2 separate regions of the Sus scrofa genome follow, and region 2 is linked to region 1. A link is a contact called in public HiChIP or PLAC-seq data. All regions are on one chromosome and are shown on one strand. The core of a region is the stretch at or near the end of the contact, and the rest is flanking DNA. Distances in the headings are between cores, read along the strand shown. Region 1 holds the start of CLIP1 (CAP-Gly domain-containing linker protein 1). Region 2 overlaps CLIP1 (CAP-Gly domain-containing linker protein 1).

Region 1 (3,835 bases), core at 505-3,004:
CCTAGTTGGATTCGTTAACCACTGAGCCACGACAGGAACTCCAATGCGATATTTTAAACACTGAAATTAATGCCAAAAATTCCATGATGAACAACATTTAGAAATAAAGATAGGCTCAGTAGAATGATTAGAGGAGGAGTTCCCATCGTGGTCAGTGGTTAATGAACCCGACAAGCATCCATGAGGACTCGGGTTCAATCCCTGGCTTCGCTCAGTGGGTTTGGGAATCTGGAGTTGCAGTGAGCTGTGGTGCAGGTCAAAGATGCGGCTTGGATCCTGCGTTGCTGTGGCTGTGGTGCAGGCTGGCAGCTACAGCTCTGATTCAACCCCTAGCCTGGGAACTTCCATATGCCAAGAGGGCAGCCCTAAACAGACCAAAAAAAAAAAGAATAAGAGGAGATAAGAGGAAAACAGAAGTGTTTATTTGCATCCCACTCAACAGTAGTCTCTGCCTTTTTCTACCGCATCTATGATTATATAGGTTGTGCATTAGTGCTGAAAAGTATTCAGATGAGAGGGTGAGGTATGACTTTCAGATTAGGAATATCCATACTGGATACCAGGGGTGCCACCACACTTTGACCTTGCAACTTGCAAACTAAGGTGATGTTGAGTTAGGAAACAGGATTTTTGTGACTTAAGCCTGAATCCAGGGGAGGTGCCAGCAGATACATTTACTTGTTTGTTCAGAACTCCATGCATTTTCATTGCAGTTCCCTCCCCCTGCTCTGTGCATGCCTGTTGGTCCAAGCAGCACCAGTGCTTTGAATAAAGGTCAGCAAGGGGGTCACCCTCCTGATTATTCCCTTCCACCAGAGAGGATGGGGAAGCCCTGGGCCCCCTATCCACTACTAAGTCGTTGTAAAATACTGGGCTTCACCCACAGCTGCAAATTCCTTCCAGGAGCTGCAAAGCTTCTGGGGTTGCCATGGTCCATGGGAGTGAAATGCTGGCCGCCCTCCGCTGCACCGGCCCGGAGCAGGCTGTTGCTGCCTCCCCTCCAGTCCCTTTCAAAAGCTTTTAAAGGAGATCCCTGTGGGGAGGTGGGAGGACAGGACGTTAACCAGGGCTTCCCTCCAAGCGGCTGAGGCGAATAAAAGGCTTTTCTCAAACTGACGGAGCAAGTGTTGGGTTTGTTTCAAGGGATTTTTAAACTCTCGGTCTTTCCCTGGAGGGAAGGGGAGGGAGGAGATGGTCCTTCTCAAGCTTCATTTGCTGCAGTGCTTTCCCCAGAGGTTGCTCACCCTGGGTCTTACTTGGAGGGCGAGGAGGGCAGAGAGGACGCTCCCTAAAGTTAACCAGCTGTGGGCAGCTCCTCCGAGCTTATTTCAAAGGATTTCTCACCCTGGATCTGGCAAAAAAGGAAAAGAAAAAAGAAAAAAATCAGCTGCAAATTAACAGGCTGTGCGATCAAGTCTCAATGGAGCTCTCGGGTGTGACTTGCAAATTCTGGGAACACGTTCAGAAAATGGGGAACTAACCGAGATGATGAGAAGCCCCTTGGTCCAGGCCTCTCGGGTTTCCTCGCACCTTCTTCCCCATCCCGGTCCTCTCTGGGATCTGAGAGCTGGATGGCGGGCGCGCCGGGGGTCTGAGGTTCGTTTCTCCAGAGCGGCGGCCCGGGTGCAGACAAAGAGGCAGCGGCTGGGGGCTCGGACGCGGAGCTGGCGGCGGGGTCCGAGGCGCTGGGCCGACCGGAGTGGGCGCGGCGGCGGAGCGCGCGGGGTGGAGCCGCCGCGGCGTCTTCTCCAGGCGGCGCGCGCCCGCCCGGCCCCGCGGCGGCGCGTCACGCTCTCCCCCGCCCGGAGCCGACGAGCCGGGAGGCGGGAGGCGGCGGCCGCGCGGCTGCTGCTGCTGCAGTGGGGCAGGTGGCGGCGACTGGCGGCTACCGAGGCGGCGGCGAGCGGTGAGCGGGGCGAGCGGGCGCGGCGCGGGCCCTCTCCCCTTCCCCGTCCCCTCCTCACCTTTCCCCTCCCGCCCCGCCGGGCCCTCTCCTGCCCTCCCGGCTTGGGGTCGGGGGCCGGCCCGGCGTCCGAGAGGGGGACCGAGTCCCGCGCACCGCCCCCCCTCGAGGGGTTCCGGGGAGCCCCAGGGGGATGGCCCTGGAGGCCAGGGGTCTCTGGGGTGCTCCCCCGGAGCCGGAAAAGTCGCCGGCCCTGTCAGCGCCGAGCCCGGCCTTCCCTTCCTCCGCCCGCCTCAAGATGGAGCTTGGACTCCTTGCCCCTGCGCCGCCCCAGGCGCCGCTCCCTCCCTGGCGTCCCTCTCTGCTCCCCTCGGCCCTGGGGGGGTGGACCCCCTGGAGGGGCCGAGGCCCGGCGGGACCTGTTGCCCCGGCGGCCACCTGAGCATTGCCCGGGCCCTTGGCAGCGGTGCCCGCGAACCGGAATGGAGGGCACCCTGGCCGTGGCCTCGGCGGCGAGCTGACCCAACTGGCCTGGGGCCTGGCCGGCCGTGGCTTTTGTCCCCCACACACAGCCCCCCCGAGTGGGACTGATTGTTGGAGAAGGTAGATGATGAGAGGTGATAGGGATTTCTGAAATAACCCCGCTGCCCCGTAACCCGAACCTTCTGCCTCGGCAGGGGATTGGCTCTGAAGGCAGATGACACTTGTTCAGAGGTTATTTTAAAAGCAGACACCACTGCTTCCCCTCCTTTGGCGGTCCTGTGCTTCAAATATCTGATTTTGATCTGGGGAGAAATCCTGAACTCATCTTTCTCCACTTCATGTGGCTTTTCCATCTGGCAGGAACCGCGCCCCACCCCCCCCTCCCGTCACAGCCCCACCTCTTTGCTTTGAAGAAATTACACGTTCAGTCTGCAATGTTTCGATACCTGTTTTTAGCAAAACCTGGGCGCCAATTACTGTATTTTAAAAGGAGGGTGGAAAAAATGCTGCATCTTTTTTTTTTTTTTGGTTCGGCAGCCTTGACTTCTTTCTGTTCTAGGTTAGGACCCTGCCTGGCCAATAAGAGCTTTGTATTAGTGTTACTGCTGTTGCTCTTATGGTTGTGGTTCTGGTTGGTGTTATTTTTATTTTTTATTTTTTAAAAACTGCTACTACCTATAGTATGCACAGCCTAGAGACCAAATGTATTAGACCTTTGGGTTTAATGATAACCTTTGACAAGAGTGCTCAGGTATGTTGCTCCTCAGCTTTGGTGCATTTTTCTCTGGAAATGTTAACCTTTATTGAGGGTTTCTGGTGGTCAGGCCCTGGGCTAGTGTTTCGTGTGTCTTATCTTATTAATTAATCTAACCTGTGACTGTGCTATCATTATCCCCATTTTACAGAGGAGGCATAGAAAGGTCAAGGACCTTGCCCTGCCCAGGGCCACACAGCTGATAAGTGGTGGTGTCAGGATTTGAGCTCAGGTATTCTGACTCCAGGTGCTTTGTTATTGAATTAGTGTGGTGGCTGTCTGACAAGGAGCAAGGCTGGCCCTTATTAAAGCAAAGACAGTGGGTGTTTGCTTGGCCAAGGGCTTGTCCTGGGTTTTTAAGGTTCAGAGAAAGTGAAGTACAGCTTAGGCTTCTGCTAGGCCTAGTTCAAAAGGTAAAAAAACAAACTGGATGGACCCTTCGAAGGTATTCTAAAGATAAAGATGGTGCTCTTCCCTGTTTTTCTCAACAATTGCTTAAGCTCCTACTTGAGTTTGAATATGGCATGAGCGGATCTGGTTTCTGTTCTTCAAGAGTTTAGAATTTGGTGCTCTTATTTACCTTAAATTTTTTTCATCTAGTGTCTGATATTAAGCCTCTTGTATCTCATGTGACCCATAAAAGCATGTGAACTTAAGTCTAGTTTTCTTGCCTTTTAAGTGCTATCTCTGTTGGG
Region 2 (3,835 bases), core at 347-2,846, 72 kb after region 1:
TGAGAGCCCCTACAGATGTCAGAAAACAAACTGACCACTAGTAAGAATAAAAGCTTTAAATAGAGTTTTTAACAGCCCCTTTCTGATGCTTGAGGCTTTAAGTAAATGTCCCAGTTCTTAGTGAATCTCTAGTAACTACTGCTTCATCTAATATATGGCATGATTCTTTCTTCTGAAATTATTTTGGTGCAAGAATGATAGGAACATTGGAGGGATCCTTTGCTTCAAGGACCTGGGTCTCCTTCTCTTTGACTTCAACTTTAGGAACTAAAGTATTTTGAGCAAAGGCATGTTCTTAGAATTTCAATATTACATTAATACAGTTGAGCCGCCTGAAAGTAGTCACAGTGTGGAGTGTTCCTGATGGAGGATGCAGAAGGGAACTTGGGGAACTTGAAAGGATGCTAGGGAAAGCCAGGTGTTGTTTTGTCTTCTCTCTCCATCTCCCCCATCCCACTCCTCCGTCTTCCTCACTCTCCATCTTTCCTGTTTAGATCAGTAAGATAAAAATCATCAGAATCAAAACAGGCAGCCTCTCATTCTGTTTGTTAATGTCATGCTTTTTTAGGGTCAAAGCAATGACTGTTTGGATTCACTGCCCCCCCCTTTAGTTTATTCACTTGGAGTGAGGCAAACACTGCTTGAATTTGAAATGGCAGGATAAGGCTATACTCCAGATTGAGTCCTGGATCTCTGTGTTATGCCAGGGTCCACAGACGGGAGTTGGATTATGAAGCATGATGGGAAGTAAGGCCACTGGCCCTGGATTTCTTTTCACCTTCATTCCACTGATGTTGGACAGGGAAGGGAGGAGAGGAGGAATATTTCTTTAAAGCAGGGGTTATGCTCCTCTGCAGCCAGCTGGACTTCCTTCCTCTAATGTTCATGTAAAATAAATAACCTGCTCGGACTATGTCATTTTGCATATAAAAGAATATCTGGGCGTTCCCGAGGTGGCACAGCAGAAATGAATCCCACTAGTATCCATGAGGATGCAGGTTTGATCCCTGGCCCCCCTTGGTGGGTTGGGGATCCTGAGTTGCCACAAGCTGTGGTGTACGTCACAGATGCAGCTTGGATCCCTTGTTGCTGTGGCTGTGGTGTAGGCCAGCAGCTATAGCTCTGATTTGATCCCTAGCCTGGGTACCTCCTTATGCCACACATGTGGCCTAAAACATAAAAGCCAAAAAAAAAAAAAAAAAAAAAAAGTCTGTGTCTTCATAAAAATTATAAATGAACTTTATGAGAAAAGCTTGACAAGAACTTTTTGGATGTTTGAATGAAATGGAGGTGAAGAAACCCCTCTGTTTGGACCATGCCGTATTAGCATGGATTGGTGAACTCTAAGGTGTATGTCTGGTTTACTTTGCTCATCCGGGAACAATTCTGCAGAAGTGTCTACCCTGGGTTAGAAATTCTTTCTTGAGTAATTTTTATTGCGTTGTAATTAAGTGTCTGTTTGGAGAATACCCAAGCCCTCCTTGCTCCCTCCAGCCTCTTTTACTTTTTTTTTCTTTTTTGGCTGCCCTGTAGCACATGGAATTCCTGGGCCGGGGATCAGATCCAAGCAACAGTTGCAACCCAAGCTGCAGCTGCAGCAATGCCAGATCCTTAACCTTCTGTGCCGGGCCAGCCATCAAACCTGTGACCTAGCGCTCCCCAGACACCGTCCATCCCGTTGCACCATAGTGGAAACTTCTAGCCTCTTGTACTTTTTAGACCAGTTCTGACTCCTTTTAGCTCACACCTCATTCAGTGACAAAAACTAGCAAAAGAGAAATGAGTTTCCCTGCCTTGTAAAACAGCTAGTTTTTGTACATCTTTCTATAGAGAGCTGTCATTTTTTAAGGCAAAAATGACCATAAATGAATATACCAAAAATACAGAATAATTGAAAGCATGACTTCCTAAAAAGACATCTCAGCAGTAGGATTCCTTGTGTGTATATGAAAATGCCGAAAGATTCTTTAATGATCTTCTGAAAGTGTTGAGTACAGAGGTGCCCAAACTTTTCAGTTTCACAGACACTTAAGTACAACGCAATAAAAATTACTCAAGAAAGAATTATTTTTTCACAGTGCCTATAGGCCAAAAGAAATAACTAACAGTCCTGTTTATTAAGTAATTAGGTCCAAACAACTTAATACTTATGTCCTTACAATTTAGTAGCTCTTCAAAAAAAAAACAATGACACGCATTAATTGAAAGGAAACGTAACATTTTGTTTTCATTCTTAAATAGCCACAGTTACTATTAGGTTGCATGCTCTCGTTGGGCACTGTGTATCCTGTCAAAGGGTGGACTCTTACCGAGCACTACCGTCCCCATGTCCTGTGCTGCATGGAGTTTTGCACAGAACTTTCTTTTTGTCCTGGCAGTAGCCAGAACCCAGCTTTGGAAAGACATGACGTTATGGAAAGGAATGTAGTACAGACCACAACTGAAACCCAGTTGCCTCCAGCTAGTAGTTTGCACTGTGTCCAACAGTTGTCGCTGTTTCCCTAGGCATTTAGAAACATTCCACAGCACCCTGTGAGTTTGCTGCAGCACCCTGGGGTGTATCTCTGTGGAGGGTTTGGGAACCTCAGATTTAGTGTATCCAGGAAGAATTGCTAGGACGGGAAAGTATAACCACGTGGTGAAATTGGAAAATCAAGGTCAGAGAGTTAAAGAGAACAAGGAATTGCTGCCCTCCCTCTGCCCCCCCCCCATCTATTTAAGTAATTCAACAATTTCACTAAATAGATACAGCAAAGGACAATTTGGGTTTAATTCACTCTCATAGTCGAGCAGCTACCCAACTATTCATTGACGGCAGATCCTTGCTGTCAGTCTGTATCCTGGATGGGGTTCAGGGAGATGGATGATGAGAACATTCGAGTGGCAAAGAAGGCTTTGATTGCAGAGGATGAAGTCAAGTCAGCCTTTATCTAGAGTGAAGTGAACAGCCTTGGACAAACATTTGCCAAGGGATGAGGCCCTTCCTGGACAACTTTCTGGCCCTGGAGCCCAGCTTGGAAGAGTATTATTCAACTTGCCCAAATTACCGATTAACCTTTAACAGAAGATTATTTTCTCTGTCCTCACATGATGATTATCCTCATGGGGGAACACTGGGCACGTGAAACAGCAGAGATTAACAGAAGGCAGAGCTGAACCCCATTCCCTCTCTATAACCTCTGTTTTCTCCCTCCTTCCCTCTCCTACTTTCTGCCCACCCCCGTGCCCCTTTTCTTCCTTTCCCTTAGGTGTGTACTTGCACACTCACACATGCTTAGAAGGCAAATACAGGTTTCCTTGTACTCTTATCTTTACAAATCCCTCTGCCTAGCATTCAGGCCCTCAAGGCTGGCTTCCTGAGTGTAATCAGCTCCTCCTCTCATGGTGAAAGAAAGATGAAGAAAATCCTGACAAAGATCCAGCTATGTAATCAATTGAAGGAAGGTTTGTGACTCCAAGGGTGACCTCTTGGTCACTTCATGATATTTAGAATCTTAAGAAGATGAAGAAAGTCTTATCCTCAAGCTTGAGGACCAAAAAAATTGGCCAAATTATCATAACATGAAAATAAAATTAATGAAGCTCAGGCCAAAATGGAGTCTAGAGAAGCTTAATACAAGGGTTCTAAGAAAATTTTCAGGATTCCTCCCACACCCTGTCAACCAAGCTCAGGGAACCTTTGATTTTGAGCCACTTCTTCTAAACATCTTCCTGGCTGTTCCATGGCCTCTTTGCGTTGACGTGTTGTTTGTGAAGTTGGCAGACAAGAGGCACGTGCTATCTCACTTCCTCGATGAAAAGCCTTCCCTAATCCTCAGGGAGCCTGGGCGCTTGG

What was found. HiChIP or PLAC-seq counts read pairs in DNA pulled down with a chosen protein or histone mark.
Region 2: an H3K27ac HiChIP or PLAC-seq map of skeletal muscle shows a contact between it and region 1. The contact joins the enhancer-like site here to the promoter of CLIP1 in region 1. A contact is called at or near these places in 5 of 5 promoter capture datasets (fetal liver, fetal skeletal muscle, liver and 1 more), 6 of 47 Hi-C or Micro-C datasets (embryonic fibroblasts, heart right ventricle, mesenchymal stem cells and 2 more) and 2 of 2 datasets of contacts at active chromatin or transcription factors (alveolar macrophages and skeletal muscle).

What each region holds. Positions count from the first base shown.
Region 1 is chr14:30,319,116-30,322,950 of Sscrofa11.1, forward strand. CLIP1 (CAP-Gly domain-containing linker protein 1) reads left to right here and starts at 1,755. Exons shown (of 26, transcript XM_021072961.1): 1 at 1,755-1,906.
Region 2 is chr14:30,391,590-30,395,424 of Sscrofa11.1, forward strand. The region is part of intron 5 of CLIP1 (CAP-Gly domain-containing linker protein 1); the gene reads left to right. Among named protein-coding and RNA genes, the nearest start is that of CLIP1, 73 kb to the left of the region's middle. Within about 2 kb of position 1,597, at least 16 of the 83 cell types and tissues checked have an H3K27ac peak or open chromatin away from gene starts, as enhancers often do. A contact at or near this core is called in skeletal muscle, where this site is marked.